Regions from separate parts of the Mus musculus genome. Here region 1 is linked to region 2. The links are chromatin contacts, called in public HiChIP or PLAC-seq maps. All regions are on one chromosome and are shown on one strand. The core of a region is the stretch at or near the end of the contact, and the rest is flanking DNA. Distances in the headings are between cores, read along the strand shown.

Region 1 (6,263 bases), core at 3,629-6,128, 160 kb after region 2:
TTTCTCCTTTATAACGTTTTAAATTACATTTATTGGAGGGATATACGTAGCACTGAAGAATGTGTGAAAGTCAGAGGAGATCTTGCAGGAATCAGTTCTCTCCGACTATGGGGGTCCTCAAGATAAAACTCGGGTCATCAGGTTTGGCACACTGTGACATCTCGCTGGCCGGCTTTTCTTGGTTCTAATACTAGTAGACAGCTGTGCAAAAATCAAAGTCTATAGAGTTTTATTTTGTCCTGCTAGTCAGAATTCAAAAGAGCTGCTTCTCTTTCTCTTCTCTTCTTCTTCCTCCTCTTCCTCCTCCTCCTCTTCCTCCCCCTTCTATACTTCTTGTATTTTTATGTGACATGCATGGGTGTTTTGCTTGCATGCATGTCTGTGTACTGTGCGCATAAAGTGCTTTGGGGGACAGAAGAGGCTATCAGACCCTCTGGAACTGCAGCTGCAGACAGTTGTTAACTGCCATGGTGGCTGGAAACTGAACCCATGTCCTCTGGAAGAGCAGAGAGTGCTCTTAACCACTGAGCTATCTCTTACAACATCCTCGGTCAGCAGGGCACTCCAGGTCATTTCTTGTAGGTGGAGGCATGGAGAACAGATCCTGTGAACCAGATATGGCTCAGGGCGGTCCTGTTGACAGAAGCATTTGAAGATGTGATATTTAATGTATGTGAAGCTTTGGCTCTGGCTAAGCAAAATAGTCGTGGCAGTCTGATTAAATGGGTGAGCATGCTAGATGTTACTTTAGTTAGCATGAAATCATTTCATGTTCCAAAACAAACAAACAAACAAACAAACATAGACCGCCTGTGAAGTGCTTTCAGTATTCAGTGAGCTTCAGGATTTTGTGAAGGACAAAACTCGAAGTGCTGATTTGGGGGAAAAAATGGGCTCCCCAAACTGTCTCAGCTTTGACCCAGCAGTTCTAGATGTATAGGAAGGAACCTTAATGTTTACTTTGAATATAAGGAAACTCAGAGAAGAAGATTACTCAAAGTTAATGAAGAGAGGTGTTCCCTCAGAGCCAAGAGTCCAAGTGTCTCCCAGTTTCTCACTGTCTCCCACCACACTGCTGGCATGGAGAACTGTGGGCCAGCTCAGCAGTGGCTTGAGGCTCTCCCAGACTCAACTGCACATCACTCGGGTCAGGTGCCTTCTTCAGACATGGTGTCTGCTTCTGAAGGAAGGGAGGTTTGATGGACAGTCCTTAGAAATCTCACATTTGGGGGCTTTAATTCTCAGCCTCCTTACAACAGTTACATTCTTGTAAATTCTACCCTGACACAGATGTTTTGAGCTTCCTGAGAGGAGAGGAGAGAGGAGGAGAAGGAGGAGAGAGAGGAGAATGGAGAGAGTGTGGAGAGGAAAGAGAGAGAGAGAGAGAGAGAGATATGAAATTGAAGACAAAACTAAAATAGTTTCATTAAAATATAGGATGTATTATTTTATTTGGCTGCTAACCCATAGTTAAATGAAGCTTTTCATAATATATTTACTCCAGAGTCATCTATTTAAAGATTCAAACTACATACACATGTTTAGAGACTCAAGAGTTTGAAAACGATCTTAAGATTGCCCTTCTGATGATCATGGGAGAGGTCTGGGTTCCTATGTCATCATGAACATGAAGCTACTTTAAGCCCTTGCTCTTTCATTAAAGACATATAAAGATGAGCTAAGATACTCACTTGATTTATTTTCTTCCTTAATAATCTCTAGATGAATTCAGATGTCAAACTATCTGAATATAAAGAGCAATGTTCAAAGACTGCCCGCATGATAGGGCTTAAGCGGTCTTCTTGAAGCCTTGCTGAGTCATGCCCCTAGCTGTTCACCCCTCCCCTGAGACATCAGGCAACTGTGAGAAATCTCATATGAACCCAAGTACACAAGGCTTGCACCAGTCCATAACCACCTCAGCCGTCTCGCCACTGGGGGTAAAAATGTCTCCCTCTGATCACTGACACAAAGGGCAGGGTTTAGATATTGGCAAGGGCATGGTTTGGATACTAGCTCACATGATTCCAGCAAGAACAGTCTATTTCTCGAGAGGTTTCCAAAATTAATAATACAGACATCTGGAAGTCACTAGTCCTCAAAAATTACAAACCCTTGATGATGCTTATCAGGGATGCTATCATGGGATGTTCTGAAAGGTCTTGAAGAGTTTTCTCCTGACATCAATCACCACATGCAGAAAGGCTGAGCGATAAGGAAGCGGTATCAAGCAATAGTCTGAAGGGACTTGGGCCAGTGTGCTGAGTCACTCACTGGCTTTCCACAAACCTTTTTAAAGGTTTGGATGAATGGAATATATAGAAACTGTACATATGATGTGCAAATAAATTGGTTAAGTGTTGTTGTTGTTGTTGTTTTAACAAAAAACACAGTTGTGTATCCAGCACCCCAGAAGAACCGCAGGTGGGAATCTCCATCCACATTCTTTTTTCTTTCTCTTGACTTAGAGATCATACGGCGTCTATCTATCCTTCTCTGCCTGGCTGCTTTTACTCAGACATATGTTTATGTGAGTCACCTGCTGTCCTGTTAGCAGGATCCTGTTCATTCTAATCTCCATTATGCATTCCACTGTGGGGAGTCTGCCTCTAGAGTAGTCTATTACTGATGCACATCTATTACTTGGCTTCACACTGTGAAGCAAAATTTATTGTCTGATTTGGAAGCTGAAAAAAAAAGTTTCATGTGGGATTTGTATGCTGAGAGGGAAGAAGAGAATGAAGGAGAAACTTCTTTGGTCTGCTTTGCTCCCCGCCCCCAACCAAAGAAAGATGCTCGTGAGAGCAGAGCTGCAACAGGCAGGAGAGGTCTCCAGTCTTTATTTTTTTTTTTTTTTTAAAGATTTATTTACTTATTTATTATATGTAAGTACACTGTAGCTGTCTTCAGATGCACCAGAAGAGGGCATTAGATCTCATTACAGATGGTTGTGAGCCACCATGTGGTTGCTGGGATTTGAACTTCGGACCTTCGGAAGAGCAGTCGGGTGCTCTTACCCACTGAGCCATCTCTCCAGCCCCAGGTCTCCAGTCTTAAGGAGTTAGGAAGAACCCCTGTCTATGGAATTCTCCAGAAGGACTACCTACAGGATACTGAATATGTGTAAACAACAGGAAAGCCCTGTGGTCTCTTAGAATCCTCTGTATTTACTTCAAAGTGGCTAAGACCCCCATTCAGCCCCAGGCAACTATGGGTTCAGTCTAGCTTCTCACCACACTTGGATGCCCGGCTACTACTTATCTCCAAAATTCTTAAGAATTAGAATTAAAATTCTTAAGATAAGATCCCAGGAATTTTAGGTCCCTGTCTTAGACATAATTTAGGCCAAACAGATTTATGTCCCAGTCTTAGACATAATTTAAGCCAAACCTTTCTGTTTTGATTAGCTCGTTTTTTATTCCCCTTTCCAAGAACACAATAATTATTCTGCTTAAAATGCCCTTGAGATTTTAAGATAATAAGTTTCCAATAGTTTGAGGCAAAGCTAGCTTAGCCCTGGTCATGGTTATCAGGATATAATGATTTATAATATATTTAAGCCAAGTCCGACAGTGTTGGTCTGTAATCCCAGATGTGGAGAGGCTGACATGGTAGATTGAAAATTCAAGGGCTGCTTAGGCGACACAGGAAGTCCAAAGCCAGCCCAAGTGACTTAGTGAGACTTTCTCAGGGCAAAAAGCAAAAGGAGGCTGAGAATACAGCTCAGTGGTAGAGCACACACTAGCCATACTGGAATAAGTGTGTGTGTGTGTGTGTGTGTGTGTGTGTGTGTGTGTGTGTGTGTGCGTGCGTGCGTGTGTGTGTGTGTGTGTGTGTGTGTGTGTGTGTGACAGAGAGAGACAGAGAGATACAGAGACAGACAGAGAGACAGGGACAGAGACAGACAGAGACAAACAGAGACAGAAACAGATGGACAGAGAGAGACAGGGAGACTAAGAACCAGTACATGAAATCAAGTACTATTATCATCAGAGAGAGAGAGAGAGAGAGAGAGAGAGAGAGAATGAGAGAGAGAGAGAGAGAGAGAGAGAGAGAGAATGAGAATGTTCATTTGGTAGGGGGATCCTGGGAAGAACATGGAATAGTGTTTGTATTCACTGGTTTGAAAAGACTTTGAGACTATGCCTATATTGAGGGTGTTTATGTTTAACATCTTAGCAAGGCTTTGAAGAAGTTGTATGTGTATACACATGGGTACCCTCAAAGATTTTAAACATTTCATAAAGAGCAAGCTACTGTCTGTACAAACAAACACATGAGATGATAGCGATTTTTTTTTAAAGACAAAGCTGGGAATTTAATTTTTGAAATTCCTCCTCTTGTCTCTTTTTGGCTGAGTATTTCTTTTCACTGTTTCTTCCTGACTACGTAAGCACATCACAACAATATGAAATAGCAGTCTATGGCGTGTGGCTAACAGGACATCAGGATACTCATTCACATCATCTCAGGTGGAACGAACATTCATGCTGTGGTCCAGAAGCATCCTTTGCTCCAGACAGCTGATTTTCAGGCTTAAAGCTCACTGACGAAAGCCATAGCCCTGCTGTGTGGATTGCAGGGAGGGAGCAGAAATGAAATGCTCTCTTTCTAGCTCATAACTACCAACAATTCAAGCTAACGTTTTCTGTCGTTTTGACTTTACTAATTACTGTATATTTTAATACACTTGAAGAATGAGATTTTTCACAATGACTCTATGAGGTAGGAAGAGGTGTCGTCTTTTACAAATTTGGAAAGTGGACTTAAAAGAAGTTAGCACTTGGCAAAGTGACAGGGCTGTGAATAACAGGACCAGAATCTGAAATCCAGCTCTGGCCAGGAGCCCAAGGCTTCACCACAGTAATGCACTAGCTTTCTTATACGTGCAAGATATCCACAGGGCAGATACCAGGAACCGAGCACAGGAACACTACAGGAGCCTAGAGAAAGGAAGACTTTGCTAACTCCAAAGGCTGGACACCTTGTATTGGATTTGTTTAAAGTAATGAAATGTAGCTCTCAAGGGGAGACAATCAGTATCAAATTTATCTTGGGTTTTGGCTCTCTTTTAAAACGGGCGACATGAAGATTCCATTTGGAGATTAAGAACTATGATGTCATTTGAGTAGATCTTCCCGCTAGAAATAGGAACGTTAATAAAACACATCAATGTGACTACATTGTGTGTTCATTGGGCAAAGAATGACTGTGAATGTCTGAGTTGACTACAGACATCCGGATAAACCTCTTCAGCCACTCACAATGGACCTTTTATTTCCTACACTGCTCAAATGAGCTCTTTCTTATGCTCTAAATAGCGACAGAGGAAGTCGCATTCTTCCAGTAATATCACCATAGGCCATGACATGGCTCCTTTGAAAGCTCATTTCCAATTTTTCAGAGTCACCTGTAGATTTAATTTAATTTCCCCCTATTTCAGACTCATATGATACATACATCATCTTCATATTAAAGCCTTGTGTTAAAATCCAGCTCAGACATACTGAGTGTTCATTAAGAAGGGTCCACTCTTCACTCCCCATAAAGCACAACTGTGAAGAAATAGAGAATCAAGAGGCAGAACTAGCCACAGGGACACCTGATCCATAGTTTCTTTCTGAAAGGGAGGAACAGAAATCCTGAGAAGATAAATGCCTTGCCTGTGGTCACAGAGGAGTAACACATTTATGATGAACACAGGACCTCTTTCTTTTGCCACAAGTCCATCCTTTATGCTCAGTCTAAATCCTGTGGTCAGAGAAGCCCTTGTTGTGAACTCTGGCCACCACTTTGCACAATGCTTGGAGCACGCAGTGTTGGAGCAACAAAGGTTGGTTGAGTTGGAAACTCCATCTAAGGCTGTTTCCCAGTAGGGCAGAGGTGAGGATTCTGAGTCTGGAGATGTTTGGGGAGGTTATGGGACTTTAGGAGGCGGAGTCTTGCTGGAGAAAGTCCATCACTGAGATGCTCTCGGCAACTTTATAGCCTCCTACCATTTCTCTTTGTTTCTCTGCGGTGACGATAATCGTCTCTCCTTTTTCTGCTCCAGCTATGTGCTGACACCCCCATTATTGACTGGTCTGTGACCATAAACCAAATTGAGCGTTTGTCTATAAGTTGCTTCTGCTCATAGTATTTTTTATAGCAAAAAATAAAGGTTAATAAATAATGTTTAATAAATTTTAAGTAATTTGCATGTTTTAAGGGGTAGTTTACAATGTGTTATAATTTTCAATATTTTAAAAATATATCTCACCTTT
Region 2 (5,565 bases), core at 517-3,016:
AGGATAGATGACCATTATGAAAGGGTTGTTCAAACGCTAAGGGGTTGGGACCCAAAGGCTGAGAAACTCTGACCGTCTAGCCTCATGGTTTTGTTTGCTTGTTTGTTTGTTTTCTTAGAATTTTACAGATGAACATGCATCCTGCGTGCTATAGAAACGGTTCCTTAATCAGGAGAATGGCCTTCTACTCTGCTTTTACACCATTTTCTGGCTCTCTTGTGTCCTGTGACTTTCTCTTGATAATATCTCATCTACCTAGAATCTCAGAGGTTTTGACCAAATAATTTGGAATTTGGTATCAGATACTCTCCTCACTGGGGAAAAACTGGTTGACCTCTAACTTGGAAAACCAAAAACAAACAAAGGTGAGAAAAAAGGATGGGAAATCAAGCTTAAAATACATTAATAATTAGCATTATTGATATCGGAGAAAAACAAGCAGCTTGACAGAAAGTTAGATCTCAATTGTTCCCTCACTGTAGGCAGAGCCACGGCCCGCTGATGCTGAATTTGGCGCCTGGTGCTTTTCGTAGCCGTGCATTTTCTGCTCTGAATTTCTTTATACAAACAGAACATAGTTCGGCTCAGATTTCATCCATCTTAATTGAAGTGACACTTTAATTGATAGCTCAAGTAAGTTGAGATTTACAGATTTAGAAAGCAATCACGACTATGCCTTCACTTGGGTTATGTTATGAAAATAAGTGAAAACTCGTTTGAACCATGTATAACTTCCTCACAAGAAAAAAAAAGAAAGAAATGCATGGTGTGTCCAAATGGGCCATGCACACGTGTGCCCGAGATGCCGCAGCTCCGCTCTGCATATGGAGGGGTTACAGAACAGGCCCCAGGTGAGGCTTGCCGCAAGCTTCATTTAATTCAGGGGAATGAGACCCAGCTAGAAGTGAGAAGGCGTGGCCTGCAAAAGTGCAGTGAGCTTACATCCAAGTCATCATGGCTTCAGGCTTAGAAGAAAGAGAGGACTCAGGACCGAATGCTCTCAGTGCCTGAGATTCTACTTCGTCTGAGCCAAACAGAGTGATCACAAAACAACAATCTTAAAGGAAAGGGAATCAAAGGCACATCACAGAGGCCGTTGTGCTTTCTCATAGTTGCTTTCCCCCTCAGTTCTCACAACAGAAAGAATAATTATTCTTTGGAAATCTAAGGCTGATAGAAGAGAGCTACGTATAACACCAAAAACTCTTAAGTCTGGTTGTTTTTAAAGATCTGGAATAATTTATTCTTTTATCAATATCTTCTTATTTTTCAGACATTTAAGTATGTTTTGATCAGATTTATCCCTCCCTTAATTTTATTGTTTAAATTTAATTGAATTTTAAAGATTGTTTTTATTTGTATGTGCACCACATACATGCAGTGCCCTCAGTGGCCAAAAGAGGGCACCAGATCCCCTGTAACTGTTACTGTAGTTTCAGACATTCGTGAACCACACCACATAGATGTTGGGAATCAAACTCAGGACTTCTACAGATGAACTGTTTCCCCTCCCTCCCTCCCTCCCTCCCTCCCTCCCTCCCTCCCTCCCTCCCTCCCTCCCTCCCTCCCTCCCTCCCTCCCTCCCTCCCTCCCTCCTTCCTTTTCTTTCCTCCTTCCTTCCTTTCTGTCTTTCTTGATAGGGTTTCTATCCTGGAACTCTCTCTGTAGACCAGGTTGGCTTCGAGCTCACAGAGATCAACCAACCTCTGTTTCCCCAGTGCAGAGATCTACAGTGTGAGTCACTGTGCTGATCTCAGTAAATGCTCTTACCTGCTGACTTGTCTCTCTGGCCCGTTTGTTCCTTTCTGTTGGGTTATTCTTACTACACTGTAAAAATTCTGACGAGTCCTTTATAGAACATGTACTTTGCAAACACCATGCCTTAGGTTGTGGCTTGTCTTTTAATTTTTTTCCTCAGACTTTAAGTGATTCATCAAACATAAAAATTATACATGTCAATGGGGGAATCTTGTATTTTTTTGATACATATATATGTTGTATAATGCTTAAATCTAGCTAACCATATTTGTCATGCCCCACCCCCAAACATTTAACATTTCTTTAAAATGAATCCTTTTTTGAGATGTGGAATACATCTTTTAATTTTCTTAATGACTCCTTTGGAGTAGCAAAGCTCGATTTTGATAAAGGCCAGTGTTATACTTTAAAATTTATAGGTCATGATTTTGGTGTCACATCTAACAAATGTGTACATAACCGAAAGTGGTAGCATCTATTTTTCTCCTAGAAGTTTCATAGTCTTACAATTTCAATTTTGATCATCATCCATCTTGAATTGTGGAGCTGGAGAGATGGCCTAGTGGTTAAGAGCACTGACTGCTCTTGCAGACGACCCGGGCTCAGCCCTCAGCACCCACCTATCTGTAAGTCTAGTTTGAGGGGATGTTCTCTTCTGGCTTCTACGGGCCCCAGTTATTCATATGGCACACATGTGTACATGTAAGCAAAACACTTACATACATGAAATGAGGAGAAACAGATCTCTCTCCCCATCTTAAATTGTATGTGGGGTGAGGTGAGGGCCTCCTCCTTCCTCCTCCTCCTCCTCCTTTCTTATGACTGTATAATTATTTCATTCATTGAGTGGATCCATTGCTGGATCAAGAGTTGCATACCGCAATGGGGCACATGCTGCCTTGCAATGAAGCCACAACTTGAAGATCAGCTACTTTGGAGTCATACTCCACTGTCATTCTCTAAGAACTGTCTGCTCTCTGCATCAGCTAAATAAACAAGCTGAAGATGCGGCAGGCATCACAGACCGGGCTGATCTTCCACAGTGGTACTTAACTCTCTGCAGCATCCCCAGGGATGTGGCATTGCCTCTTCCTGCAGGGAGATTACAAGTTCAAGGCTCGCCTGGGCTGTAGAGTGAATTCAAGGTCATCCTGGACAATGAGACCCTTGTTGATTCCCAAACAGAAGATTTAAAAAGGGCTGGAGTGGAGGGGTACAAAGCTGGCCCAGCAGGAGGCCAGAGGTACAACCCCAGTATTGAAACAAAACAAAACAAACAAAAAACAAAAATGGAAAGGAAACAGAGTTCCGACATCAAAACTGCTTTTCCTCTGTGGAGCACGACTTTGCAGACCACTGGCTAGAACCTTTTCCGTCTCATCAAGCCACAGCACTAAACCCAGAATCTCTGCTTTGCAGACCACGGCAACCAGTTGGGCCTCATCTAACTTCATCCTATAGTCTTTCTTCTTTGATTTTAATATTTTTAATTTATTCCTTCACATATTACGCCCTGATGTCAGTTTTCCTCCTATTTCTCCTCCTAATCTCTCCCTACCTCTCCCCCACCCCATATTCACAACGTCCATTCCCAAACATAGTCCCTAGAACTCTGTCCGTGTAGATTGGGAAGATCATATATCTTTTTTTTTTTTTGGAATGTAAGTACATCTTCATATAGATCTCACTTTGTACCTCTTCTTTGGGACTTGAACTTGGCTATTTAGAAGCAATGAGGACAAGGAGGAGGGTCTTGAGAATCACAAGTGTCTGGCCAGGTAACGACCTCCGGAAGGTCCATTACAGTTTCCTCTGGCGGGCGCAGTCGCGAGCTCTCCACGTGGGAGAGAAAGGAAAGGCTGCTTTTACTGGCAAAGAGTGCTCATTTAGTCCCTGTTTTATTTGTCTGGGAGGAAATTCCAGCTCAGTCATTTGAAGGACTCTGTCTTGACTGGGAGTTGTCTGTACTAAGTCACTGAGAGTCTCGTTGAGTTGTCTTTAAGTCCCGTCTAGTTACCCGTTTGCCTAGGCAGCTGGCTGGGCTCTCTGCATACCTGTCAGGTCTAATTCTGGTCCCGGGGATCCTTGGTGAGCATGGAGCCAGTTTCTGGAAGTTCATTTCTAACTCATTGCTCCTTCACGCCTCTCTTCCTGTGCCCCAAGCCTCTGGTCTCTATGGCTCTGGAATGACATCGGCTCTCCACTTTACCAAAGGTCCCGATGAGAAACACAAGGCTTGGTTTCTTGATGGAAATAAGGGGTTGGAGAAAATGCAGGCAAGATTAGCACAGTTAAAAGTTTCAGCCCCAAATTACATTGGCGATGAGATGATTACATTGCTGGAATGGCCTTTCCCCAAATGGATAAATATATACACGCGTCTAGAATTTCTCCAGAGTCAGGCATTAATCCTCTCTTCGAATCCTCCTTGACAGTCACGGAGGCGAAGGCTTATCTGTGGAAGTTCGCAAGCGTTACAGTCTGTGTGACTCTGCTTCTGGTACTAAATCTTGTGTGTGACTTGTGGCGATGGCTGGCATCCAAAAGAAACACGGACTTTGTGGCAAAAAGCTGTATGGGGCGGCTCGCTGGCTTTGCCTCAGCTGCTGGGCCACCGCCTCAGCCAAGCTGCCAGGCGACTGTGGATTTTCCTGAGGTTTTAGGGAAGGCTGGTCCAGGTTTCTAAGAAGAATTCTTTCCCACCATTTCCCTTGCTGGGCTCTTAGCAAATCTGCCCTTCCCACCAGCAGTCAGACGAGTTAGATGACTGAAGGGTACACTCTGCCTGGTGTCCCCACATCAGAGACAGCAGTGAGTCTGTGAGGGTCCCACACGTTCCATCCTTCATCCTTGGAAAGATCTTCCCATCAGCCCCACAGCCCAGGCTGTGTTTGCTGAGGCCAGAAGAAAGTGATTCTCTGTAAGCTAAAGGAAACCCCAGGCCACAGCCCAACCTCACCGTGCTCTGCACTCCTATCTTGTCTTTGATGTAAGAAATGGAATGTCTCCCTGGGATGTCTGGCCTATTCTGTCCTGATGAAGTCCTCCTTAATCTCCGAAGCTCTAGGAATTGACTCACCCTTGTTCCTACAGCTTTGTGGTCCTACCTTATCATAACATATCAGAGTGAGTGTTTATCTGCCTGAGTGCTGGAGTTAAAAATCAAGACAAAATCCTTTAGCCTTGACATATAGGGTGGTGCTCTGAACACCAGGAATAGCAGAGACATCTCGATAAACTATTACTGATTATCTAGTTAGTAAGTACCAGGACAATGCTGGGACTTCTTGTTTGTGACACCGCTGAATCCCCGTGACACTTTTACAGGAAACTACTGGTCTCATCTTAGTTGCTGAGTGAGGTGCATTGAGTTTTTAGAACCCGCTTGAAGGCCCATGGGTAGTAGGTGGAACTAAGATTTGAACCCACATTGTACAACGTTTAGAAGAACACCATTTTCACCAAATAGGTATAGCATTTTAAGAAGAGGTTTGAACACAAGACTGAATCATTCTGCGGATGCACGGGCACGCCTTCCCTTCCCACTGAGCCCTAATGTGAGGGCTGCTTCCAATCAATGAAATCTGATTTCCACAGTGGCTGCACTAGTTTGGATCCACTAGCAGTGTACGTGGGTTCATGCTCACCCCCAAACCTCACTAATATTTTTGCTTTTATCATTACTAATTATTAATAATTAATTTAATGTTAACAATTATGAAATATGGTCTTGACTTGTATTTCCCTCATGGCTAAGGATGTAGAGAGCATTTTTTCCCATCTATTTATTTCCTAAGTTACTTCAAA

The links. HiChIP or PLAC-seq counts read pairs in DNA pulled down with a chosen protein or histone mark.
Region 1: a contact with region 2 is called in a CTCF HiChIP or PLAC-seq map of the NIH/3T3 cell line, with 18 read pairs. The contact joins two enhancer-like sites. A contact is called at or near these places in 2 of 15 datasets of contacts at CTCF or cohesin (CD8 T cells and the NIH/3T3 cell line), 18 of 484 Hi-C or Micro-C datasets (the AML12 cell line, the C10 cell line, the HPC-7 cell line and 12 more) and 12 of 115 datasets of contacts at active chromatin or transcription factors (the HPC-7 cell line, bone marrow-derived macrophages, embryonic basal ganglia and 7 more).

What each region holds. Positions count from the first base shown.
Region 1 is chr3:121,701,488-121,707,750 of GRCm38.p6, forward strand. No RefSeq gene overlaps it. Among named protein-coding and RNA genes, the nearest start is that of F3, 19 kb to the right of the region's middle. Within about 2 kb of position 4,879, at least 40 of the 459 cell types and tissues checked have an H3K27ac peak or open chromatin away from gene starts, as enhancers often do. A contact at or near this core is called in the NIH/3T3 cell line, where this site is marked.
Region 2 is chr3:121,549,170-121,554,734 of GRCm38.p6, forward strand. All of the region lies in intron 1 of Gm40135 (a long non-coding RNA gene), which reads left to right. Among named protein-coding and RNA genes, the nearest start is that of Gm40135, 6.7 kb to the left of the region's middle. Within about 2 kb of position 1,767, at least 7 of the 459 cell types and tissues checked have an H3K27ac peak or open chromatin away from gene starts, as enhancers often do. A contact at or near this core is called in the NIH/3T3 cell line, where this site is marked.